2 separate regions of the Sus scrofa genome follow, and region 2 is linked to region 1. The links are chromatin contacts, called in public HiChIP or PLAC-seq maps. All regions are on one chromosome and are shown on one strand. The core of a region is the stretch at or near the end of the contact, and the rest is flanking DNA. Distances in the headings are between cores, read along the strand shown.

Region 1 (7,835 bases), core at 1,750-4,249:
GCAGTGATTATTATTAATATTAATGTTGCAAGAAGAGGGACCCCTTCCAGGGCTCTTGTCTAACACTCAGAAATAAATTACCCTAGGAGACACATGTACTGACAAAGCAAAAGACTTTACTGCGAAGGGGCATCTGGGTGGAGAGCAGCAGGGTAAGGGAATCCAGAACTGCTCTGTCACATGGCTTCCAGACTCAGGTGTTATGGGAATGGCGTTAGTTCCTGGGTTGTCTCTGGCCATTTGTCTTGCTCAGCCCATACTTGATCTGACTGAGTGTCCTTCCTTGTGGTGAGTACACCTCTGAGCCAAGATGGATGCCAGCGCCAAGGATTCTGGGAGATGAGTCATCTCCTCCTTTCTATTGCCGCCCCCCACTGGTTCCTCTCAAATCCTCCCCATTAGTTCTGGGGGGTTCCTTATCGGGGCCACCTATTGTGAGACAACTCATGCAAGCAGCTATTATATCATGCATGCCTGGCCAAGGTGGGTGGTTTCAGTCAATGGTCCCCTAACAACAATATTAATATTAGTAATAATAATAGAGGAAGGTAGTAGAATGTAGTGGTTAAGAAAATTGGGTCTGAAATAAGTGGTTCCCATTTTAGAATGGCTGCTCCCTCTGTGACCTTAAGCAAGTTACTTACACTTTCTAAGCCACAGTATCAAAATGTAAAATTAGGAGGTGGGCTTTTTGGGAGGTAATAAGATTAGTGATCTTATAAAAGAGAACCAGGAGAGCTCCCTTGCCCCTTCTGACAATAATAGTACTTACCAATAAGCTTGTGTGAGGATATAATGTGATAATGTATACAAAAAGGTTAGCATAGAGTCTTTTATATACACTGTCAGGTATTTACTGTTATTACAGTAGAGAGAAAATGTTCATTAGTTCACTTATTCATTCAGAGCAATATTTACTGAATGCCTCCTGGGTTCCAGGCACTACACTAGGCAGGTAGATCCAGGCTGTACAAGATCATATCAGCTATGTACATTTGTTAGAAGAGGAATGAAATAATGAGGATAAACTATTTGAACTCCATCTGACTGAGGCAGGAATGAGCAAAGACTATTGAACACTATATATTTAGTCTGGGGGCAGGGTTGCTGGGTCCTGGGGTTGGCATACCTTTGACTAGCGACTTCTATGTTTTTATAGCAGCTCTGCTCCTGGCCAAAATTCTTGGGCATGGGCTAAATCTATGGGAGAATGTTTACCAAATTACATACTTAAAATGTGTTTTGACTCAGCTTATCTCTTATCTCTTAGGAGATAAGACGTTAGCTCTGCAAATAAGAGCCTAGAGAGCTCCTGGTTAAAATGGTGAAGCTCACAATCTGAGAAGTGGTCTGAGAAATTGTTAAACAAAGCTGTGTTGTGAAGGGAGAGATGATTTAAAGGTAAGGAAATAGAGATTTTGGAGTCAGTCTGTCCTAGGTTCATATCTGTTATGCAACTTTTTAACAATGGAGCTGTGGGCAAGTTAATTAACCTCTTTGAGCCCAAGCTGTACAATGGGGATTATAATTCCTACCACGCAAGATTATTGTGAGCATTAAAAATGCACGAAATGCTTGGCACACAGTAAATGCTGGCTGTTATTTGGCTGTTACTATTATACACGTCTGCTTGACTAGGGATTAGGTGATTCATACATGGATTCCTTTAGAAAAACATTTCTCCTTCTGGCCAAGCCAAGCAGATTTGCTTTGTTTTTATTAATAATTTACTTTCTTCAATAACACTCTGGAAGCATTTCCTTTATTCTTGAAAACAGCAGGGATGTGTCCTCGCATGGCTGGTCCTCTGTGACCACATTAAGCCTTATGTTTTACTTACCTCGGAAGCATGAGCCATGTGATAACTGGGAGGATGGTGTAACAGGATGAGGCCCTGTGCCTGGAACACCCAAATCTACCCAGAGGAAGACCGTGATCATTCCGAGCTCATGGCTCTGGGAACATCCAGTGATGGAGCTGGAAAACAATTCTGCGAAGTAAGCATAAATAGATCGCACATCATCCAGGTCACAGGTGCCTTTGGAGTAGAAGGAAATAATTCAAAGCAGACCTGAAAAATAATATAGAAGAATTGGGTGTCAAGAAAAGCAAGAAGAAGAGAATTTATAACCACATAAAATATTGGTGTTCTGCCTTGTCCATCTCATTCAACAGAACTAGAGTGTGGAGTAGTGGAAAGAACTTGGAGTTGAGACACTTGGGTTTTAGCTCTGATAGTCACTAACTTGTTGTGGGACTTTGGCAAGTCCCTTAATTTTCCAAGTGTCTCCATCTGTCAAAGGAGGGGGTTGGATAAACCAGACGAGATTTGATTTCCTCTGTCTCTGACATTCTGCAGTCCACTTACATACTTTCTCCCAGTTAAACATCCTACCTAAACTTTCTGAAAATCCATGGTGTCATGCTTATTCTCCAGCTTTCTCCTCTAGTTCCTTTTTTCCCCAACCCCCTTTTGCTTTTCCCAACAAACTCGAGGGTTGGGAAAGGGAGTGTGGGTGTAAGACAATGTGATGTTAGAGCTTCTTCTTTTTCAATTTTTAAGCAAGAGTTGTTAATTTTTAACAAGTGTCCCTAATTCTGACTTTCATTTTTAATAGAAACAATATTTTGCACTTTGTTTTTACTGCTCATTTCCTCATTGCAGTTTAGCTTTGCCATTGCCTTTGTTATCCTGCTCATTTTTCTGAAGCCAGAATGGATGTAAGAGCTATAATTACTAGAATGCTCATTTTCTTTAGTTACCCTCTGTATCCAAATTCCTTTTGGTTCAGTGCTGTGCATTAGAGTGCCAGCGGTGTTTCTTCACATTAGTTATGGTTTGTTTTGGATTAGGACTATAAATTTCTGACTTTTGCAAGAAGTATGGCAGACTTGGGACATTTGCACCTAAAAACCAGTCTCTCAAAACATACTTAAAAAGTAAAATATTGGAGTTCCCGTTGTGGCGAGCAGAAACAAATCCGATTAGGAACCATGAGGTTTTGGGTTCAATCCCTGGCCTTGCTCAGTGAGTTAAGGATCCAGTGTTGCCATGAACTGTTAATGTAGGTCACATACGTGGCCTGGATTCTGCCTTGTTGTGGCTGTGGTGTAGTCTGATTCAACCCCTAGCCTGGGAACCTCCATATGCCACGAGTATGGCCCTAAAAAAAAAAAAAGCAAAAATAAATAAATTAATTAATCAATTGAAAGTAAAATATTAAAAGTTAAAAGCTTTTATTTTATTATTTATTTATTTATTGTCTTTTTTGCCTTTTCTTGAGCCGCTCCCGTGGTATATGGAGGTTCCCAGGCTACTGGTCTAATCGGAGCTGTAGCACTGGCCTACACCAGAACCACAGCAACGTGGGATCCAAGCTGCATCTTCGACCCACACCACAGCTCATTGCAATGCCAGATCCTTAACCCACTGAGCAAGGCTAGGGATCGAACCCGCAACCTCATGGTTCCTAGTCAGATTTGTTAACCACTGTGGCACAATGGGAACTCTGGAAACTTAAAAGCTTTTAGTCCTATCTGGTAATAGCATTACTTATACCGACCTTTTTTTTTTTTTTTTTTTTTTTTTTTTTTTTTGCTTTTTAGGGCTGCACCCATGGCATATGGAGGTTCCCAGGCTAGGGGTGGAATTGGAGCTACAGATGCTGGCCTACACCACAGCAACAGCAATGCCAGATCTGAGCCATATCTGCAAACTTCACCACAGCTCACGGCAACACCAGATCCCCAACCCACTGAGCACGGCCAGGGATTGAACCTGCATCCTCATGGATACTAGTCAGATTTGTCTCTGCTGCACCACAAAGGCAACTCCCTGTACTGACAATTTTGAGCTGAATTTTTCCACCCTAAGATTTTCTATTCCATTATCCTTTCAAACTAAGTTCTCTGAAAATTACAAGTAGCCTAGTGGTGATTTAACTGTACTTGTTGAATGAGAAGAGGGTGGCAGTCCTCAGGGAGCTGAAGGAAATAAATACCTGCTGTGTAATTTTATGTAAACCACTGACTTTAATTTTTCTATGAGGACAATACTACCACCTGCATTACTTGTCTCACAGATCTTTTGTGAAGATTACTTGAAAATGCATACCTTGGCATACTAGCTCATGAGGTATAACTGAAGAAGTATTAATAAAATGGAATAATGTTTATAAAGTCAGGCATATGCATTATCCTTTCAAAAGTATAAAGTACTATGAAAGTACGAGAAGTTAGTATTACACAGGGAGTAGTATTGTCCACTTCTCCCAGCAGATTATTCTGCCTGGGGCATCTTTTGTATCATCTTGCACTATTATTCATACGTCCTTGTAAAATTTTTGGGGAACATGCCTATCCCAACCAGAACATATTAATTTTTTGCCTTCTCCTCAGTGCGTAGTTGCTGTGCATGAACAAGAGGAGAGGGGTTGTTGGGATGAGTTGAAGAGGGCTTTCTTTACACCAGAAAGGTATTAGGTCTTTGTGAGCAGAACAGTAACCTGTGCTTTGGGAAATTAGCTACATTGACAGTGAGCAGATGGATGGAAAAGGAAAAAGCTGGAGTCCAGGAGGCCAGTTAGAGGGTGACTGCATGGTTCAGATGAGACATAGAGATAATTTAGGAAATATGATGAGGAGTTCCCATCATGGCTCACAGGAAACTAATCTGACTAGCATCCATGAGGACTCAGGTTCAATCCCTGGTCTTTCTCAGTGGGTTAAGGATCTGGTGTTGCTGCAGCTGTGGTGTAGGCCAGCAGCTTCAGCTCTGATTTGACCCCTAGCCTGGGAACCTCCATATGCCGAGGGGTTTGGCCCTAAAAAAAAAGAAATAAAGAAAGAAATATGGTGAAAGCAGAATAGCCAGGTCGGACTGTTGATTGGTTGTGGATGTTGAAGGAAAGAAGTATGAAATATTTCTAAATATATCCCAAGTATTTTGTCAGGTTGACTAAGCTAGGAAAAAGAAATGGTTGAGGATTTATATTCTGTGTGCAGGAGCGAAGGATGGAGGTGGATATTGACAGCACCAGTACTGGCTAGTGCTGATTCTCTTTTACATCCATTTTCTGTAGCACCAATTGTGGACATTTTGACTTTTTTGTCCTCCAATAGACAAAAAGGAATGATTTTCCTTTTTGATCTTCTTAGTTTGTTTAGGATGCTGTCACAAGATACTATAGACTGGGTGGTTTAAAAACAACACAAATTTACTTTTCACAGTTCTGGAGGCCAGGAGGTCCAAGATGGAGGTGCCAGCTGACTCCCTGTCTTGTGAGGGCCCACTTTCTGGTTCATAGATAGCTGTTTTTTGCTCCATGCTCACAGGGCAGAAGGGGTGAGGGAGCTCTCTGAGTCTCTTCTACAAGAGTCCTCTTTTATAAAGATTCTACTCACATTCATGACGGCCCTGCTTAATTACCCAATGACCCAATTACCTCCCAAAGCCCGTGCTCTGCTCCCATACCAGGACAATGAAGGTTAGGATTTCAACATATGAATTTTGGGGGCACACATTGTCCATAGAAGATGTTTAAAAGCAATTCACACATATTTTCAGACACTGTGTGTAGCAAAGCATTTAATTAACTTGTGACTACAATAATCTAATTATTTGTTTTATGTCTGTTTATAGTACCTCAATTTTTTGAAATAAATATTAGAAAAAAGTCCAAAGAGAATTGGCTTGTCAGTGGGTGGTTTAATTTTACTAACTGAAAAAAGCCCTTACGTTATATAAAGCCTCACTTTGAAGGTCTTGCCACACCAGTAACAGTTCAGTGATTGCATGAAAGTGATAAATAAGTAACAGCTAACCCTCACCTAAAGATAAAAAAGGAAGTACTATGTTTCATTCTTTGTTTCCTTAATGAGGTAACTAAGAAGTGGCTCATGAGTTAAGTAAGAGCCAATCAGACCCAGAAGGGAGGAAAAATAACAAGTTAACGAAATGCATACTCAGTCCCCAGTTTATCTGTCATCTTGATGGGGTTCTGTTCCTTCTCCTTACAGTTGTAAATTATTAAAGTATGTTTTCAGGAAGCAAAAAAAGACGGAGGGCTATCTCAGGCACAGTTGATAGGTAGCAGGACCAGCGTGCAAAGGTCTCCTTTATTCCTCCTGAAGGGGTGGTTATTTAGGCGCTCAGTACTGACCAAAGGCCTATGAAGCGCCAGGCTCCGGTCGCGTAGGCTCCACCGAGCTGCCGCCGGAACGGCTGCGCTCTGCGGCCCCGAGGCCGACAGAAGGCTACCGCATGGTAGAAGAGGGGCCACAAAGATGTCCCCGTGCTCAGTAACTCCTACCCTCCCTTTTCCCTCTCCAACACCCCCTTCCTCAGGTGCAGGCCATTGGGCCAGCCCCAAAGCCGGCTCCCGGGTCCCTTTCCCTCCCGCCCTGGGCTGGCTGGGTGTACATCCGCCAGCAGGCCGCGAGTTTGCGGCGCGTTCACGCACCCCCCGGTCCCGGCGGCGGCGCGCCTGCGCACTGGCCGGGTCACGCGCGGTGCGGCGCGGCGCGGGGGCGGGCCGGCGCCAGGGGGCTGTCATTCTCCGCGCGGGTCGCCGCCCTCAGCTGCACCAGGCGGTTCCGGCTCCTCCTTCTCCCGCGCCTCGGCCCCACCATGGTACTGGAGTCGGTGGTCGCGGACCTGCTGAACCGCTTCCTGGGGGACTATGTGGAGAACCTGAACAAGTCCCAGCTGAAGCTGGGCATTTGGGGCGGTAAGCGAGAGGGCGCGGCCGCGGGCTGCGGGGGTTGCCAGCGCTGGCCGAGGGGCCCACGCGGCGGGCTGCTCCCGTCCCCCGTCCCTGCTCCAGCCGGGGCCCTGCTCCCTTCGCCGCCCGAGGCTCCTCCTCCGAGGAGGGTGCTTGGCGGGGCACCCTCCCGGGCCGCAGGTGGGCGAAGTCTGGAGGCCTGTTCCCGCCTCTGCCATTAGCAGGTCTCGGGGAGCGGGCTCATGTTGGGGAGGCGCGGCCGGATCGCGCCCACGCTGCGGGGATTCCCAGCTTTGGCTTCCCTGAGGCCGAAGCCCCTGCCCCGCCCCACCTGCCCACCTTGGAGAACCTCTAACTGCTCTCAGCCTGAACCCTTTGACTCCCCAGCAGAAAAAAACCTCTCCCTGCTCCCGCACCGTGTGCAGGGAGGATGGTTGTGTGGTCACACAGCTCAAAGTGGCACCAAGGAAGAGGAGAAAGGAAATTGTGTTCCGCAGTTATTTTTTTCTGGCAGTTGTTAGCTAGTAGGAACTGGCTTCTCTTGAAGACTGAAGGATTTGGGAAAGGATCATCAGCAGGCAGGGGAAGATCACTACGAAAAGCTTGTTGGTGGGGATTCTTATCTTAAATACTTGGAGCTTCAGAGAAAGTGACTCCTTCCTTTAACATTGATTTTTCCCTCAATAAGAAGAGGACTTTCAATTTTGTTTTGGAGCGATAGAGAGAAATTCAAGCCACAGCCAGAAGCATCATTAATTAGGTGCTGCTGGGTTGCGTGCCCAAGAATTTTTATTTACAGCAACTCTTCTATCATAAAGATTGTGTATAGAAGTAGTATGCTTTTACACTCTTCAAAAAGCTTAATTATGTGCACCATTTACATGTTAAACTTTGGGACCTCTGGGGATACTTTCTACTCTGTAGAAGACGTTTGGGAATTTTGTCAGCTTTGGAGGGAAGTCGAAAGAACTACTCAGATGTCTGGAACTGCTTTTAATTCATTCAACAGGTAGCTCGATCTGTCCTATAGTTTGGCCACTAGCCACTGTGCCTATTGAGCACTTGCTGTGTAGTTAGTGCAGACTGAGGTGTGTCCTAAGTATAAAATATACA
Region 2 (7,835 bases), core at 1,347-3,846, 49 kb after region 1:
AAGATGCTATTCTTTTTTTTGAATTAATTTACCTCTTCATGTTTGTCTTAGCTTTCATTTCTATATTCATCCATATTTTATACTACTCTGATTCACTATTGTTTTCTAAATATTCTTTTATAACTAACTCATATATGAGAGTTGGCAATTTCACCTTATGTCCATAGTCCTCTCTATATAATGACGATGAAGTTTTCAGATGCTGCTAGTTTGTGAGAGCATTTAGTTTCATTCATGAAAGAACTTCAGGGAAATCTACAACTTTATTCTTAGGCATGCTCCACTTATAAATAACCTTTTGCAAATTATACATACCATAAGGTATCACAATTTGTATAATTTTAATACTATTCATAATTAAAATTTATTACATTAGTTTGCTGTCATCCTCCCTAAAACACTTCATACTCCTTCTCAACTTTAAGAATACTGTTTTTAGTTGAGTCTAAGATTTATATGTAATGATTATTTTGAAAATTATAAAGTGATAGGCAGGTTTTTTCTGGGTAGTATGAATTTGATTCATGATTCCATTCCTAAATTCTGACAGTGATTAAGTATGACAGAAATGAGTCAAATTTTGTTTTCTACCTATTTTTAATGAATAATAAAATCATTAAATGTCTTATAGCAAGGAAGAGAAGCATAGTTTTCCATAGACTGTGAATAACCAAGATTAGATTGTCTATATTTTGTACATTTCTTTTCTTTTTTTGTATGTGTGTCTTTTGTCTTTATAGGGCCGCACCCACAGCATATGGAGATTCCCAGGCTTGGGTCTAATTGGAGCTGTAGCCTTCGGCCTATACCAGAGCCACAGAAATGCAGGATCTGAGCCGCGTCTGCTATACCACAGCTCACAGCAATGTTAGATCCTTAACCTACTGACTGAGGCCAGGTATCGAACCCGTAACCTCATGGTTCCTAGTCGGATTCGTTAACCACTGAGCCATGATGGGAACTCCATATTTTGTACATGTCTAATTTAGAAGCATAGAACACCAATTTCTTCCTTGGAGATTCCATTTTTACCATTGTGTTTGATAGTTTGTGTTCAGTTAAGTAGATGCTTTAATAGTTTTTGTAGCTATTTTTTTAACTTTTTTTTGTATAGTTTTGATCATTTTATTTTTACTTTCAGAGTAACAGTATTCTCAAAATTATTTACAGTTGTTCATATGTAAGGGCATATAAACATATCTTATGTTTTCCCATGTGGTATAAGTTTTCCAGCCAATATCAGCCTCTGCAAAACTCTACATGAATCCTTATGCAGAAGCAGAACTCAAAACACCTAAACTTGATTGGAACATAGAAGTACAAAATATTGCCATTGAACTGACCAAACCTCAGGTAAGATTCATTTGGACATTTCTAGCCTTGATTAGCCTTGAATCTCTGTGATTTTTCCTTCTCCATTGCTCTGGTGGTTCTTTTAGTTTGTTATGTTGATATTGGTCTCCTAAATATTTATCTATTTTTAATGTATATATATATATAATTTTAATATATATATTTAAAAGAAATATCAAATTTAAGAAATAATTTTCCTTTATTTTATCTGATTTTCCCCGTTAGTGGAGAATCTTACCAAATTATAGTGAATGACATGATTCCCATTTAATTCCTAATTGCTGGTAGAGGATTTTAGTGGATTTTTTCTTCCTCAGATTTTATTTTATCTTATTTTATTTTTTTTGCTTTTTAGGGCCTCACCCTCAGCATATGGAGTTTCCCATGGTAGGGTTGAATTAGAGCTACAGCTGCTGGCCTACGCCACAGCTACAGCCACGCCAAATCTGAGCTGAGTCTGTGACCTACACCACAGCTCATGGCAATGCTGGATCCTTAACCTACTAAGAGAGGCCAGGGATTGAACTCGGAACCTCACGATTCCTAGTCAGATTCGTTTCCGATGTGCCAAGATAGGAACTCCTCAGGTTTTAATAGCAGACACTCTTATGTTAATATCGTTCACTTAAATTTTTTTTTTTTTTGTCTTTTGTCCTTTTAGGGCCACACCTGCAGCATATGGAGGTTCCCAGGCTAGAGGTCTAATCAGAGCTGCAGCCACCGGCCTATGACAGAGCCACGGCAATGCCAGATCTGAGCCATGTCTGCAACCTACACCACAGCTCACGGCAACGCCAGATCCTCAACCCACTGAGCGAGGCAGGGATCAAACCTGTTATTGCAGCTACCCAGCAGCCCTGTGCTGCAGCATATCAGCTCTGGCGACAGCCCTGCGGCTGTAGCATACTAGCTCCAGCAGCTCTGTGGGATCAGCTCTTTTACCCGGTGAGAAACCAAGCGAGCACTCAGAGAGTTGGAGAACTCAGGTTTATTACACTGGCGGGCTCAGAGGAGATCGCTCTCCAGAGTCTGAGCCCGGAAGAAGGGTTTCACAAGGCTTTTATGGGCTGCTTCTTCCGGGTCCATGCTTGGCTAGTTGGACCAGAGTGACGTCAGGCAAGGTAGTAGATGCGGAAACAAATTTACAGAAGCAGATGCTTGGGGGAGGGGTGGTTGGGGCAGTTGGCTAGACTTTGCTTAGTCATCATGGCCAGGGTCTTTCCTTTCTACGTTTTTATTGGGACATTTTCTCCTACAGACCTGCAACCTCATGGTTCCTAGTCACATTCGTTTCCACTGCACCACAATGGGAACTCCTGTTCACTTAATTTTTAAAACAGCTATGTTGGCAGTTTTTTTCCTTCATTTGTTTCTCAGGTTTCGTTATGTGCTTAGGGAGTTTGCATAACAGATCCAGAAAACTGGAAGTGAAAGGAAGATGGAGTACTTAGCAAATTGAGCTTTTAGCTCATTGCAGTTCATTACAAATAAAATGCAAATCATATATGTAATTTAAAATTTTCTAGTAGCTACCTTAGCAAAGTAAAAAGAAAAGAGAAAATTATTAACATTAATAACATTTTATTTAACATACCCTAAGTACTGTCATTTCAACATGTAATCAAAATTAGAAGTTGTTAAGATATTGTATATCCTTTTATTTTTCCTTAAGTCTTCAAAATCTGGGTTATGTTTTACACTTATTAGTACATTTAAGTTCAGACTATCCGTATGCTGAGTACTGAATAGCCACACGGTAACTCTTAGGTGGAGTTGAGTTTAGAACCATAGAGAAGCACCAGCTGGACTTCCCCTTTCTTCATCTTATCTACAGTTGTGTGTTGGTGTGTGTATGTATGTGTGTATATATTTCTAATCATTTGAGCTGTTGACCAGATACACACACAGTTGTCTTGGTGGTAAGATAGGTGATTAAATAGCTTTGTCTTGCTTCATTATATAGTAATATTCTGGAGCAGTTTGAAACTCAGTTCATAAATAGCCAAGGCTTGAAATGATGGTCCAGAGGAAAAATATGTAGTTTTAGGAATAATCATGCTCCATGTCAGTAGTTAAAGATACCATATTTCATTGGTTCTAAAATGTATATTTATTTCACATTTCAACATACTCGAAAATAGGATATATATTGTCATTGGTGATAATGGCAGCTTAATTGGCAGCACTGGGTTTTCTTTTGGAGCGAAACTTAAAGATTACCTTGCAACTTATAATTGATGTCTTAAATTGGATGAAATATTTTATTGAATTTAGGCAACTGTCGTATTCATTCAGGAAATTTGAAGTCTCACTATACTGGAAATATAATAAAATTTGGTCTTTATGCATGTGCACAATGTAATAAATATAATTTGATTTTTGTTTTAATAGTACTTAAGTATGATTGACTTTTTGGAGTCAGTGGATTATATGGTTAGAAATGCTCCTTACAGGAAATACAAACCTTATTTACCGCTTCATAACCATGGTCGACAATGGTAAGTTAAATTTAAAAAAATTTTTTAAAATAAGAAACATATAATCATAAGTTAGGGACTCTCAGAGCTAAAGACTCTTAAAGTGATATAATGAAGCTACTTTAAAAAGTAGACATTAGAGGGATATCTTTTTTATTATGTCCTTATTACTTGTTTCATAAACACATTCTCTTGTACTCCTCCTCTTAATTCCTAACTTGGCATTCTAGATTGTCAGCACTTTTCTGGTCTTAGTGCCCTTTGGTCCTACATGTGGACTCAGTGTTATAACCATGTTGGGATACTCTTTCACGCAATATGTCATTTTGTGCTTTTATGATTTTGGCATGGTTTGGCATACCCTCTTCCTGGAGTGATTTGCTCATTTCATAGTCTGTTTAAGTCCGAGAATTGTACTACGGAATTGAAATATTATTGCTGAGCTCTTAGAGGAACACAGTGAACAAGAACAAAATAAGTTAACAGTATAGCTCTAAAATGTTAAAGTTATTTTCCTTTATATTTTGTGTGCATTAACAAAACTTCATTTGCAGGTGGAAATATGCAATTGATTCTGTTCTTGAAGTTCATATAAGGAGGCATACACAGATGTGGTCATGGAGTAACATAAAAAAACACAGGCAGTTGCTCAAGAGTTATAAAAGTGCCTACAAAAATAAGCTAACCCAGACTAAAGTCCCAGAAGAAATACAGAAGCAAATTCAGGTATATCTTTCATGTATTGGTGAGAGCTGTTATCTGTTAAATCATCCTTTAATGTTAATTCTTCTAAATTTAATTTGAATTAAAATGTAATTTTTAGGAAAAACAGAACTGATCTCTTTTTGAGAGAATTTTATGAAAAAAATGCAGAATATTTTTTCCTAGTTTTTTTCTTCTTTTAAAAACCTTTCTCTCATATCCTAATATCTGATAAAATAAGGTTACTATAAACTATTTGGAGAAATGTGTTTGGTTTTTATAATAATATTTAGAAAATCATTATCAGAGATGTTCAGATATGTGCTTATTATTAGCTAGATGTGTATTGCTGGTTTTGTTAGTGGCTTTTTTTTTTTTTAAAGAATTCAAACATTACTTGTGAAAAATTGGCCTTATTCCTCAAGATACGAGTCTTATTTATCCCCTTCTGAAATGTGGGAAAAAGATACACTGAATGCATAACTTGCTTAATATCATTTGATCTTAACTATATAACTATTTTGCCACAAATTCACTGTGTAAAAAATTAATTGAATTCCTATTATTCTGAAATATATGATAATCACTTATATTGTATATTAGAAAAAGCATCACATTTCTTAGTTTCTCAGGTCTGGTGTTCTCATGCATAAAACGGAAACAGTATACATCTTAGAGAGTTGTGAGAATTGCATGAAATAACACAGAAGAGCTCCTGACACACAGGTCACCCAGAACGTGTTAGATTCCTCTTAAGTAAATTCCCTAGATCAGTTTCTGCTTTAGCCTATTTGATTTGCAGAATTTTACGTTCCTAAATTTTGTGTTTTATTAAGGTGCTTTTTAGTACAGTGATTATAAATAATGTCGAATAGAGGGAGTCAGAAGTAACAACCATAAGGATAAACAGGTCCCCCACCTAAGTATTCTTGTTTCCATTTGCATATATGGCTATCTGTGTATTATAGTAGTCTCATTAACATTCTTATCTCCATATTGTATGTAATGAGGATTTGCTTTCTTGGAAAGCTGTTTCTCACATTGCAACAAGAAGAAAGTGTAAAAGCTAAGTTTGTGTCCAAATTTATACTTACTTTCATTAGATCACAGACGCTGTTTGTTCATGGACTAGAATAAACTTAGAATTATAGAAGAAAAAAATTTTTTTTAATCTAATGATTGTTTTCTTTGTTTATAAGTGTCTCTTTGTTTTATAGGATTTGGAGAAGACTCTAGATGTTTTTAACATAATTTTAGCAAGGCAGCAAGCACAAGTTGAGGTAATCATTTTTATTGGCTGATTTTGTTTTAAACATGTTAATATTAACCCCTTTAAACCTGCGATAAAGAAATCTGAATTCCATGGGAAGTTGTTGATATTTACTCAAGAATAAAGGTTGAGTTTTCATGGCTTTATTTAGTCTCAGGAGAAAATAAAATTGAATATTGGAAAAAATCCACTAATATGAAGGGAAAAAGTTTTAAAATTGGTAACAAAAAATTTGATAACTCCCTGAAAGAAAGAAAAAATCATCTATAATCCTAGCCACCTAGAATAATACTGTTAACATTTTGATGTATAGGCTTTCAATTCTTCTCCCATGAAAGACTTATTTATTCTCTGTATCACCTGTTTCTTTCTCTTTATTCCCTCTTCCCTTCCTTCCTTCTTCCTTTCCTTCACCCATATTCTTTTGTCTCTCTCTCCCTCCTTCTTTCCCTCCCTGAAATTTGGGCAGGTTCATACACAGAATTAAAGAGCTCTCCCATTCTCTGGCTCTTCCCCACTGGAATTTCCCCTATGCACTGGCTCTAATGGACTCCATTTTCTGGCTCCTTGGAGTTTCTCAGGTTTCAATGCCTGTGCCTCTGCATGGCTCTGTGATTCAGTCTCTCTCAGGGCAGAGCCGTGTGAAGTAGTTTTCTCTGGTTGCTTGAAAAACTTAGTGATCTAAAACAACACACTATTATTATCTCAGGTTTTTTGAGGGTCAGAAGTCCAGCCCTCTGCTCACCAAGTTCTCTGCTTAAGGTCACAAAATATTGCATCAAGGTGGTGAATAAACTGTGTTCTCATTTAGGGAATAGCTGATGAGGAATCTGCTTCTGTTGGCAGAATTTACCTCCTTGTGTTTGTGGGATGGAAGACTTGAGTTTCTTGCTGGCTGTTGGCTAGAGGCTGCCCTCAGCTCATCAATAGCACTTGACTTTCTTGCCAGTTGGGCCTCTCCGCTTAGCCCACAACATGGCAGCTTGCTTCTTCTAAGGGAGAGAGATATTCTGGCAAGACAGCCGCTGCAATTTTGTGCACATAATCATGTAAATCTTGGCACCTTTGCCCTATTTTATTTGTTAGAAACAAGTCACAGGTCATGCCTGCACTCAAGGGAAGGGGACTACCCGAGGGTAAGACCCCTGGAGCGAGAAGTTCAGGGGCAGGTGAAGGGCGGATACAACCTGTGGGAAAAAAATGTGAGGAACTCACCCTTGTGAAGGTCGCTTCTCGAAGTGTTGACTCCTCTCCACCATCTGCCTACTTTACTTATTTTTTTACAGTCTGTGATAGGTGTCTTCTGTGTTTTATCTACAATTTCTCATTGTAATCAGCAGTGAAGGATGGGCTGTAGAAGGCTTAAACCATCGTGGAACTGAAAGTTCCATCATTAGATTTAGCCATAAAAAAGTCACTTAAAGAGCAAGTTTTATAGACTGTTACGAGTAGAAATTTGATAGAAGTGAGAGAGGATGGAAGATGAAGAATTGGAGAAAGTAGATACAAACAGTATGATATATCTCTGCAGGTGGAAAACAGGCTAAATGGAGTGGCAACTGGTGGGGGATGTGGAGTCAAGAAGAGGTTTTGTAACTTTATTTTCTTTTTTTTATTTATTTATTTTTTAATTAAAAATTTTTTATTTTTTGTCTTTTTGCCTTTTCTAGGGCTGCTCCCACGGCATATGGAGGTTCTCAGACTTAGGGGTCTAATTGGAGCTGTAGCTGCTGGCCTACACCACAGCCACAGAAACGTGGGATCTGAGCCGCGCCTGCAACCTACACCACAGCTCATGGCAATGCCAGGTCCTTAACCCACCGAGCAAGGCCAGGGATCAAACCCGCAACCTTATGGGTCCTAGTTGGATTCGTTAACCACTGAACCACGACGGGAACTCCTATTTTCTTTCTTTTTTAAAAAAAATGACAGGAGGTTCCTGTTGTGGCTCAGTGGAAATGAATCTGATTAGTATCCGTGAGGATTCAGGTTCAGTCCCTGGCCTCGCACAGAGGGTTAAGCATATGGCATTG

The links. HiChIP or PLAC-seq counts read pairs in DNA pulled down with a chosen protein or histone mark.
Region 2: an H3K27ac HiChIP or PLAC-seq map of alveolar macrophages shows a contact between it and region 1. The contact joins the enhancer-like site here to the promoter of LOC100152206 in region 1. A contact is called at or near these places in 2 of 5 promoter capture datasets (fetal liver and liver), 4 of 47 Hi-C or Micro-C datasets (blood, psoas muscle, retroperitoneal adipose tissue and 1 more) and 1 of 2 datasets of contacts at active chromatin or transcription factors (alveolar macrophages).

The regions. Positions count from the first base shown.
Region 1 is chr1:109,924,761-109,932,595 of Sscrofa11.1, forward strand. LOC100152206 (C2 calcium-dependent domain-containing protein 4A) reads right to left here and starts at 3,000. Exons shown (of 4, transcript XM_013992909.2): 1 at 1,841-3,000. It overlaps VPS13C (vacuolar protein sorting-associated protein 13C), which reads left to right and starts at 6,509. Exons shown (of 83, transcript XM_021094365.1): 1 at 6,509-6,728. The coding sequence starts at 6,629.
Region 2 is chr1:109,974,340-109,982,174 of Sscrofa11.1, forward strand. It overlaps VPS13C (vacuolar protein sorting-associated protein 13C), which reads left to right. Exons shown (of 83, transcript XM_021094365.1): 11 at 1,226-1,353; 12 at 3,745-3,851; 13 at 4,385-4,556; 14 at 5,750-5,812. Among named protein-coding and RNA genes, the nearest start is that of VPS13C, 47 kb to the left of the region's middle. Within about 2 kb of position 2,597, at least 6 of the 83 cell types and tissues checked have an H3K27ac peak or open chromatin away from gene starts, as enhancers often do. A contact at or near this core is called in alveolar macrophages and retroperitoneal adipose tissue, where this site is marked.